Linked DNA regions of Sus scrofa: region 1 is linked to region 2. The links are chromatin contacts, called in public Hi-C maps. All regions are on one chromosome and are shown on one strand. The core of a region is the stretch at or near the end of the contact, and the rest is flanking DNA. Distances in the headings are between cores, read along the strand shown. Region 1 has its middle 98 kb from the start of CDK13. Region 2 has its middle 47 kb from the start of CDK13.

Region 1 (5,252 bases), core at 1,271-3,770, 50 kb after region 2:
AGAGGCACACGCTGATGAATGAAGAGGCCCAGGGGCTCCCTTGAACTTGACGCTCCTAATTCAGGTAACACTGACAGGGGAGTGGGGGGAATGAGCTGATAGACTGCCGGCCTTGCCGATAGACCTTGCCTTGAAGTTTTCACCAGAAAGCTTGACATCCATTCCACCAGAACTCACTCGAAGCCTCCAGGTGGTGCTCATGAAAACCCCAGGAAAGAGAGCGCCCACCCCAGGTCTTTGAAAAGGTAAGAAAGACCCAGGAGTGTGTGCTGATGGCATATCCTGTGGCAGACCAAAACACATGGCCAGGGCCCAATCCCCTTGAACAGGGACCCCGGGACAGCCGATCTAAAACAGCCTCGGGCACGGGCCTCCCTTCTCCCACAGACTGGCCTTCGACATACCAACCGGTGTGTTGGGAAAAGGGCAAAGAGCGGGGTTTCCCTTGGATGGCACCTTTCCCGGCAAGGCAGTGCCTGCTGCTCCCAGTGCCCGGGGCGCTCTGGGCTGCTGTGTGGGGGCCCGGTCAGAATCGCGCCGCGATGGGAGAGGAGCGGACTACAGGGATTCAGAAATAGATTGATGGAGTGCTCGCTTCGGTGGCACACATGCTAAAATGGGAACCATACAGACAAGATTAGCCTGGGAGTTCCCGCTGTGGCTCAGTGGTTAACGACTCCAACCAGTATCCATGAGGACAAGTTCGATCCCTGCCCTCGCTCAGAGGGTTGAGGATCCAGCGTTGCCGTGGGCTGTGGTGTAGGTGGCAGACGCGGCTCAGATCCCACATTGCTGTGGCTGTGGTGTAGGCCGGCGGCTATAGCTCCAATTCCTAGACTGGAAACTTCCATATGCCGCAGGTTAGGCCCTAAACAGACAAAAAAATAAAATAAAGAGATTAGCCTGCCTCCTACACCAGGATGACATGCATATTTGTGAAGCATTCAATATTTTAAAATAGATATGGGTGTATACACACATATTTATATATAATGTTTAATATATATTAGATATATAAAATACATGTATATATATGGTATAATTCAGTGGGGCCTAACCTACAAAAACCGTCCAGTGAGTCATTCAGAAATGCATGACTTGGGCTGAAAAAATAACCCAACGGTTGTTGTCCGACCTCCCTAGGCGGGGGCCCAACACAGTGGACCCTGCCCCTCTGAGGACTGGAAATAGATTTTACTTAAATGCCTCAAGCTACAAGACATTGCAGATAACCTTCTAGTGTTTACAGACACGTTTGTAGGATGCGTAGGAGCACAGCTCACCTGGACAGAAACGCTCTGAAGTGGTTAAAGCCCTTCTTAGGGAAATTATCCCCTGATCCGGATTCAGGCATTGATGCCACCCTCATCCTGGAGACCAGAATCAACAGGAAAACCAAGAAAATGAATCCTACATTAAAAAGAAACATTGCCGGAGTTCCCGTTGTGGCTCAGTGGTTAAAGAGCCCGACTAGGATCTATGAGGTGCATGTTCGATCCCTGGCCTTGCTCAGAGGGTTGAGGATCTGGCGTTGCCGTGAGCTGTGATGAAGCTCGCAGATGGGGCTCAGATTCTGCCTTGTCAGCTGTATCTCCGATTTGTAGCAACGCTGGATCCTTTAACCCACTGGGCCTGGTTCCCTAGCCTAAGAACCTCCATATGCTGCAGGTGCAGCCTTAAAAAGACAAAAAAAAAAAAAAAGCTACAATATGCAGAGACAAATTTAACTTGGAGTAAGGTATAGCCAGTTGTCCTGCTATGGCTTGGTGGCTCCCAGAAGCAGGCTTAATTAAGTTAAGCCCCCTTGAAATACTGTCCAGTAGGCCAGTCTGGGAGAATATCCGCCCAGGTGGGAGAATAGATACAAATGCTCTAGAGGACCTGGGAGTTGCCAACTGTGTGAAAACTTGGGGCCACTGTACTAACCTCTGTTCGTGAGTTTGCCTCTAAGAGGTCTGCCCAGCCCGCAGAGGCAGGCGGAAATTTTCCCATAGCTGGAGAAGGGTCAACCCACTTGTTTCCAAACAAAGAGCACAAAAATTTCATGTGTATTGGGAACTGGACCAAAACCCCCAAGTTCAACTGCAAGTTAGACAACAACGTGCTGAGGGTCATCAATTCAAATAGTGTAGATAAGAAAAGCAAAGAGGCTTGTCCCAGGACGGCCAGAGGTTCGAAGGACGATCCATCAACTCGGCAAAGGGCCAGAGTGGTCCTCAGCCCTTTGCCCGCGAGACTGTGGAACAGACATTGACAATGTGGGAGTGGGATGGGACGGAGCTCCGTGCTCCACTCCAGTGAATCCCGGACGGATGCTGCCTGCAGGCTTCAACTCCTCACACTGCACCGTCCCTGGGATCCCTGCCTCCCAGGGAAGGAGCACTGGGTTCAGCCACCTTTGTGTAGCTCACAGGGAACGGGCTGACGGGCTGCCTGAGAGTGACCACAGGCAGGAAGAAATTAACCCCTTCCCCCCTCCCCCCACCGTGAAGCTGATGGGAACCAGGAAATGTTTAACTTCCCCTTTTAGTGTAAAAGAAGCCTGGATTCTAACTCAGCCAAGCTGGTTCTCTGGGGCACCAGTCCAGCATCTTCTCAGTCTGCTGGCTTTCTGAATAAAGTTGCTGCTCCTTGAGCTGACAACTCGTCTCACGGTTTATTGGCTTGTTGTGTGGCGATCAGTATGAGCTTGGACTGGGTGACAAGGCTTTACTCATCTTATGGTGGAAGCTCGTTCCCTTTTTACCAACCCTTCCTGATTTCCCCCAGCTCCTAAAACCACGCTCTCTCTGCTTCTATGATTTTGATCTGAGTGATTCAGTGATTCCATGTGGTGTTTGTCTTTCTCTGTCTTTCAGGAAGGTATCCTCTTTCTCTCTCTCTCTTTCTTCATGGCTGTCTCCATGGCATTTGGATGTTCCCCGGCCAGGGGACTGACTCTGAGCCACAGCTGTCACCTATGCTGCAGCTGTAGCAACACTGGATCTTTAACCCACTGGGCCTGGCTGGGGATTGAACCCACACCTCTGCAGTGACTGAGCCGCCGCAGTCAGAGTCTTAATCCACTGCGCCACAGTGGGAACTCCAGAGGGCATTGTCTCTCTCTCTCTCTCTCTTTTAATGCCTTTTGCATTTTATTTATTTAGTTTAATTTAATTTATTTTTTTGTCTTGTCTTTTGAGGGCTGCACCTGTGGCATATGGAGGTTCCTAGGGTCTAATCAGAGCTGTAGCTGCCAGTCTACACCACAGCCACAGCAATGCCAGATCCCTAACCCACTGAGCAAGGCCAGGGATCGAACCTGAAACCTCACGGTTCCTAGTTGGATTTGTTTCCACTGTGCCACAACGGTATCCTCTCTTGATGGTACACTGCCTGCCTCCTAAAATCATCTCCTCCCTTGAGCTAAGGGCTGAGGCCTCGGGATGCCTCTCCAGCCCCTGGGCGGTATTGATTCCACCGGGTTTTATCCGTCGGTTCTCTGCCCTTTGGTCTTGGACCGAAGGATTCACCCAGGAAGACCAGGGCTGGGTTCAAGGAGGCCCTTCCGCCCTCCTCGGCGGCAGCCCCCAGAAGCAGGTAGTGGGGCGAGGGACTGGGACCTGATTTAAGGTTCAGGGGACTTGGGACTGTGCAAGGAGCAGCACATGAACACAGAGGCAGTTGTGCTGGGGAGCAGGGTGCACGCAAGGGGAAGTCGCTGCCAGCGTGAGACGGTGACAGGCTTCTGGCGAGTGGGTCCCAGCGTGAGAAGAGTGCCTTCATTTGCGTGTATGCATGTTTTAGGCGCTTGCTCCCTGTAGAAATGCGGGCCGCCACCACCGCAAGTGGGATACAGGACAGCTCCGCTGCTGCGAGGACTCCCTGCTGCTGCGTCTTTGTCTCCACCCCTGTCCTCCCTGGAAACCGCTCATCTGGCTCCATCTCGAGATAGACCACGCTGCATAAAGGGACTCATAGGGTCTGCAGTCTTTATTTTAGAGAGAACAGCTTTATTGACATCTAATTCGCATAGCACACAATTCATCCATTTAAAGTGTTCAGTTCACTGGTTTTTAATGTGTTAAAAGAGGGGTGCGACCATCCCACGGGGGATTTTAGAGCCTTTTCATCACCTCACAGAGAAACCTTAAGCCCTTTACAGCCTCTCCTATTTCTCCCAAACCCCTAGATCCAGGCAACCGCTAGGCTATTTCTGTCTCCATTTGGGACCCTTCATATAAATGGAATCATATAATAGGCAGGTCCCTTGCGACCGGCTTCGTCCGCTGAGCATGATGTTTCAAGGCTCATCCGCGTTGTTGTAACCGTGGGGCAAGCGCAAACTTGTCCTGCTCTGTTGTGTTTCAGAGATAATAGAAGGAAGCCACAAATCATACAGCATGTGCAGAAGAGACAATTTTTGACTCAACTCCCAGAACCAGTTGCTCTTTTCCCGCTGCCCTCCAGAACCAAACAGTGAGAACATGGCTAACTTGGAACCCGGAACACTTTCAGAAACCAGGGGGTCCCTTCCCTAAGAAGATCCAGTGCAGAAGCCTTCTTCCAACCCCTACCATAAACGGCCAAGTTCCAAAGCCCTTCAGGGCAGACCTGTCCTGCCAGCACTTCTGCGTCCACCCCATCCTCCCCAACTCCTCAAAGTGTGATTTTTTTTTTTTTTTTTTTTTTTTTTTTTTTTTTTTGGTCTTTCTAGGGCCGCACTTGTGGCATAGGGAGGTTCCCAGGTTAGGGGTTGAATCGGAGCTGCAGCTGCCAGCCTACACCACAGCCACAGCAAGTTGGGATCCAAGCTGCGTCTAGGACACACACCACAGCTCACGGCAATGCTAGACCCTTAACCGCTGAGCAAGGCAAACCGGTGTCCTCATGGGTACTAGTCGGGTTCGTTGATCACTGAGCCACCATGGGAACTCCTAGAAGTCTGATTGCACCCCAGATCATGGAGAGAGATTTGAGTGGGTCTCCTTGCAGGTTGATTTTTGCCATAAAGCTTTTTCTTTCCTCAAAACCAGTGCCGTAGTATTGGCTTCTGTGTACGTCAGACTGAAAGCCTTTGGCTCAGGAGCACTCAAGCATTTGCTTGCTTCCGTTCTATGCTGAATAACGTTCCATTGTATGTGGATATTGGGTTGTTTGTCGTTTTTGCCTGTGATGAATAATGCTGCTGTGAACATTTATGTACGTTTTGAGTGGATGTGTGTTCTCAGTTCTCTTGGGTGTACACACCAAAGAGTGAAACTGTTGGATCA
Region 2 (5,433 bases), core at 2,360-4,859:
AATTGGAGCTGCAGCTGCAGGCCTACACCACAGCCACTCCAACACTAGATCTGAGTCGCATCTGTGACCTACACTGCATCTTGCAGTAATGCCAGATCTGAACCCACTGAGTGAGGCTGGGAATCCAACCTGTGTCCTCACAGAGGCTGCTTCAGGTCCTTTGCCTGATGAGCCACAATGGGAACTTCTGTTGTTTTTAATATCTATTAAAACCGTTTTAATAGTGTGAGATAATATTTCATTGTGGGGTTTTTTTGTTTGTTTTGTTTTGTTTTTATTTTCAGGGCCACATGAGCAGCACATGGAAGCTCCCAGGCTAGGGGTCGTCACTGCTGTGGCTCAGGTCACTTCAGTGGTATAGGGTTCAATCCCTGGCCCAGGAGCTTCCTCATGCCTCGGGAGCAGCCAAAAATTCCTATTGTGACTCAGCAGGTTAAGAACCCAACTAGTATCCATGAAGATGCAGGTTCAATCCCTGGCCTTGATCAGTGGGTTAAGGATCTGACATTGCCATGAGCCAAGGCATAGGTTGCAGATGTGACTCGGCTCCAATGTTGCTGTGGCTGTGGTGTAGGCTGGCACCTGCAGCTTTGATTCGACTGACTCCTAGCCTGGGAATTTCCATATGCTCCAGGTGCGGCCCTAAAAAGCAAAAAGAAACAGAAAAGAAAACGAAATGAAAAAGAGGAGTCCCCATGCTCAGCGGGAATGAATCTGACTGGCATCCATGAGGTCACAAGTTTGATCCCTGGTCTCGCTCAGTGGGTTATGGATGGTATTGCCATGAGCTGTGGTGTAGGTCGCAGATGCGGCTTGGATCTGGTGTTGCTGTGGCTGTGGTGTAGGCCAGGGGCTACAGCTCTAATTCAACCCCTAGCCTGGGAATCTCCATATGCTGTGGACGTGGCCCAAAAGATATTCCCCGCCCCCCGAAAAAAAGAAGGAAAGAAATGAAAGGGAATCATTTGACTCATGCAGGCTGAAGAGCACACAAATTGAGCATATTAGCTGATTTCAGTCTTAACGGTGGACTCCAGTAAGTCACCTAGATCCACCTTCTGCTCTGCTTCCTCTGAGTCTATTCCATCCTGAGACAGGCTCTCTCTGTGTGATCTGAGGGTAGTTGCCTGGAAGTTCCCTTGTGGTGCTGCAGGTTAAGGATTTGGCATTGTTGCCACTGGTGCAGCTCACAACTGCAGCTTTTTTTGTCTTTTTAGGGCCGAACTGGCAGCATATGGAAGTTCCCAGGCTAGGGGTTGAATCGGAGCTGTAGCTGTCGCCTACACCAGAGCCACAGCAATGCGGGATCCAAGCCACACCTGCAACCTACACCACAGCTCACAGCAACGCCGGCTCCTTAACCCACTGCGCGAGGCCAGGGGTCGAACCTACCACCTTATGGTTCTTAGTCAGACTCATCGACCACTGAGCCATGATGGGATCTCCTGTTCTGTTTTGCTTTTTAGGGCCACACTTGTGGCCTATGGAAGGTCCCATGCTAGGGGTTGAATTGGAGCTGCAGCTGCCAGCTGGAGCTGCCTGCCAGAGCAACACCAGATCCGAGCCATGTCTGCGACTTACACCATGGCTCATGGCAACGCTGGGTCCACGAACCACTGAGCTAGGTCAGGGATTGAACCCGAATCCTCATGGACCCTAGTCTGATTCGTTTCTGCTGTGCCACAATGGGAAATCCTGCTCAGAGTTTTTACAGAGCTCATCTCCAGCCTCCCCAACTTCCCAGAGGTTGGTGGGTGTGGTCACCTCATTAGCATAAGCTCAGGTGTGCACAAGAAGGGTTCCTTGCCCATGAAAAAGGCACTCCCGTCACTCAGGAAATGCCAAGGTTTTAGGGCTCAGTGCCAGGAAGTGTGGCAAAGACCAAATATATTTCCCATTTACACCATGCCCCTCAGCTGGTTGCCCAGCTTTTCACCTTTTATTCCATTTGTTTTGTCATTCCTTTTCTTGTCCCTACTTTATACACACCTTATCTGCATGTGTTTGTGTATAATGTCATTTTTTTGAATCATGGTTGATGACTTGCTGATGTGATGATGTTTTATCTCTAAATACTTCACTGCGTATCATCTAAAAATAAGAATCTCAGAGTTCCCGTTGTGGCTCAGTGGGTAACAAACACGACCAGTCTCCATGAGGATTCGGGTTCAATCTCTGGCCTTGCTCAGGGGTTCATGATTGACATTGCCATGAGCTGTGGTATAGGTAGCAGCTGCAGCTTGGTTCTGGCGTTGCTGTGGCTGTGCTATAAACCTGAAGCTGCAGCTCCAATTCTACCCCTAGCCCTGGACCTTCCATATGCTGTAGGTGCATTGCTTTAAAAAAAAAAAAAAAAAGGCAAGATATTAAACTTGATATAATGTCAGCTAATCTACAGATCTCACTCAAATTTCACTAATTGTCCCAATAACACCTTTCACGAGAAAATAAATCGCAGAATGTGACTTGTGTTCTGTTAGTCTCTTGGCAATCACTGAATTCTCCAGCCGGTTAGAACATTTTGCAACCTTCCCCCACCCTGTCTCGTCCCAGGAATGTATTATAGCAGTAGCTCTCTCTCTATTTTTAAAATCTTTTTAGGGCCACACCTGGCATATGGAAGGTCCTTGGCTGGGGGTCGAATAGGAGCTGCACCTGCCAGCCTACACCACAGCACAGCCGTGTAGGATCCAAGCTGCATCTGTGACCTGTACCATAGCAACCCTGGATCCTTAACCCACTGAATGAGGCCAGAGATGGAACCCACATCCTCATGGATCCTAGTCAGGTTCATTAAGCCGAGTCAGGGCAGGAACTCCAGTAGCTCTGTTCTTATTCACATCCAATGAGAAAGAATAGGTCCAAGCCTCTCCGGGTGAACTCAATTTCTCGCAATAGAATCCTTATGTCCTGATTGGTCTGACGTGGTTCACGTGTTCTTCCTCGAACCAATGACCGCTGTCAGCTTCGCCTGGATCACCTACTTCTCCCCAAGAGCCGGGGTGGATTCAGGGTCCCCTGGAGCTTGTGGGCTCATCGTGTGGGAGGAGTGGTTCCCTAGAGCAAAATCGGGGTACTGTTACTACAGAGTAGAGCTAGATGAAAACAGCAGCAACAGCAACAAATGCCCAGTACAGTCTCCCCTTGATGGGTGTCCAACCTTCACTTCGGCACCAAAGCAGTAACCGTCTACTGAGCTCGGCCAAAGAAAACCTCTCTCAGGACCAGAGCACAGGTACCCTCCAACCGAAGTGTTCCTTTTCACGCAGCAAATATTTTAATCTCTCTTCTTTCATTCACAGCACAGAGATGCTCTGGTCCAGCTGCCACTTCTGTTTTGTTTTCGAACGTAATTAATTCTCACAACAGCTCCCCGCAGCAGCAGGAGATGGCACTCAGGACGGCTGTTCTCTTGCTCTCTGTGCGTCACCCACTCGGCCGGGCCTGCTTCCCTACCCCCCACCCACAGCCCTGGCGGTCCTACTCCCAGCCCCAGGCCCCAGCTAGAGCTCATTGCAATCCGAAGGGGGCGGGGGGGTAAGGGGCGGGCCCCTCTGCCGGTTTCCCTGGCAGCTGAGGAGCCAATCCGACTTCAATGCCGCGCAGACCTGGCCCTCGCCCGCCCCCCAGCAAGGTCCCGCCCATCTTCCGCCGCGGGCGGTGCAGCGCCGGCCGGGCCTCCGACGGGTAAGCTCCCCGTCCATTAATCCCTAAAGGGGTCTGTCGTGGACTCCGCGGTCTTTCTTTGCTCTTCGAGCTGTGCAGATGCAGCCCAACACCTATTCTTCCCTCTTTCGAAAAACATACGGTGTACTAAAAAAAAAATGATGTCTTTGAAATCATTTTACTAAGGAAATAAACTTAAACCCAAGGGTTTCTTTGTTCCAAGCCACAGGTCTTCTGGAATTGTGATCTTAAAACAAAGAAACTTATGTGCTATTTTTCCTCTCAGTGTCTTATAAAAAAAAACAAATCCGGAGAAGCTTGTCATTTTTCTGCCTTTTCTTTCTTCTAATAATATTTTTTTTTTTTTTTTTTTTTTTGCTTTCTAGGGCCACACCTGCGGCATATGGAGGTTCCCAGGCTAGGGATCTAATCGGAGTTGTAGCCGCCGGCCTACACCAGAGCCACAGCAATGCCAGATCCGAAACGAGTCTGCCACTACACCCCAGCTCCTGGCTGGGCCAGGACGGGAATTCCCTTCTGCCTTTTCAAATGACAGTTTTCATCTCTCCTGGAAGCTGGAGGGCTCGCCCTGTGGGGTGATGATTTGTCCCTGTTCACGTGTCTTCTGATTGTGCACTTGTACATTTTGCTGTCACAGAAGATCTTCAGTCAGTCTTGTTCCCCTGCTCTCAGCTCTGTTGTTGCCAAAACTCAGCCTCTGTCCATCGGCGCCTAATAGAAACGCAGGCGGAGGAATGAGCAGCTTTGATCGCTTTGGCAGGCGAAGGAGGTCACGGCGGACTAATGCCCTAAAGACTGTGCCCTCCTTCGGGAGAGAATAGGAGATGGTCTTACCGTTTGGGAGTGGGAACCAGGGCCACGGATAAGGATCAGGGTAGAGCAAATTTCATTCTTCCTTTAAAAATTTCCTTTAAGACTTTATTATTGCATTTGTTGTAAATTACACAGGGATATTTATTGTTACAGTGTTTTTCTTTTTTCTTTCTTTCTCATTCTTCTTCTAAGTTGGTGTTGAGTGGCCCTGGGACTGGTTGGGGTGGTCCTGGAGTGAAGAAGGCTTTGTCAGGTAGTCAGCGCCTTTCATTTGCTGGGGGTTTTACCTCCGCTACTCTTCTGTGCATCCCTAGAGGAGGAACTGGGACCTGCCCCAAGGCTGCCCTTTTGTTTCTTGGCTGTCCCTTTTCTGCTCCTCTTAGCTCTGAGGAGCAACTGCTTGATCCCACCCTTTGGAACTCAGGGGAGGTCACGGAGGCTGAATGAAGCCTGTTGCCTAAAGACAGGAAATGGTTTCACTCACACCAGGCTGGTTTCTTTCTTTTTTTAAATTGAAATGTAGTTGACTTACCCTGTTGTGTTAATTTTTGATGTCGAACAAAGAGATTCAGCTCTACATACATATATATATATATACACATTCTTTTTTAAAATATGTATTTTCCATTATGGTTTATCATAGGATATTGAATGTAGTTCCATGTGCTATAGAGTAAGAACTTTTTTTTTATCCATTTTATATATAATAGTTTGGTCTGGTAAACTCCCACTCTATCCCTCCTCCACCCCCCTTCTCCTCGACAACCACAAGTTTGTTCAGTGTCTGAGTCTGTTTCATAGGTAAGTTCATTTGTGTCGTATTTTAGATTCTACGTATAAGTGATATTATATGGTCTTTGTCTTTCTCTTTCTGACTTCCTTTGCTTAGTATGATTTCTAGGTCCATCATGTTGCTGCAAATGGGATTGTTTC

Evidence for each region. A called contact is a pair of places that touch in the nucleus more often than the background predicts.
Region 1: a Hi-C map of alveolar macrophages shows a contact between it and region 2, with 1.8 times the contacts expected there. The contact joins two enhancer-like sites. A contact is called at or near these places in 9 of 47 Hi-C or Micro-C datasets (adipose tissue, alveolar macrophages, embryonic fibroblasts and 4 more).

Annotation. Positions count from the first base shown.
Region 1 is chr18:54,525,856-54,531,107 of Sscrofa11.1, forward strand. No RefSeq gene overlaps it. Among named protein-coding and RNA genes, the nearest start is that of CDK13, 98 kb to the left of the region's middle. Within about 2 kb of position 2,521, at least 5 of the 83 cell types and tissues checked have an H3K27ac peak or open chromatin away from gene starts, as enhancers often do. A contact at or near this core is called in alveolar macrophages, where this site is marked.
Region 2 is chr18:54,474,767-54,480,199 of Sscrofa11.1, forward strand. No RefSeq gene overlaps it. Among named protein-coding and RNA genes, the nearest start is that of CDK13, 47 kb to the left of the region's middle. Within about 2 kb of position 3,610, at least 33 of the 83 cell types and tissues checked have an H3K27ac peak or open chromatin away from gene starts, as enhancers often do. A contact at or near this core is called in alveolar macrophages, where this site is marked.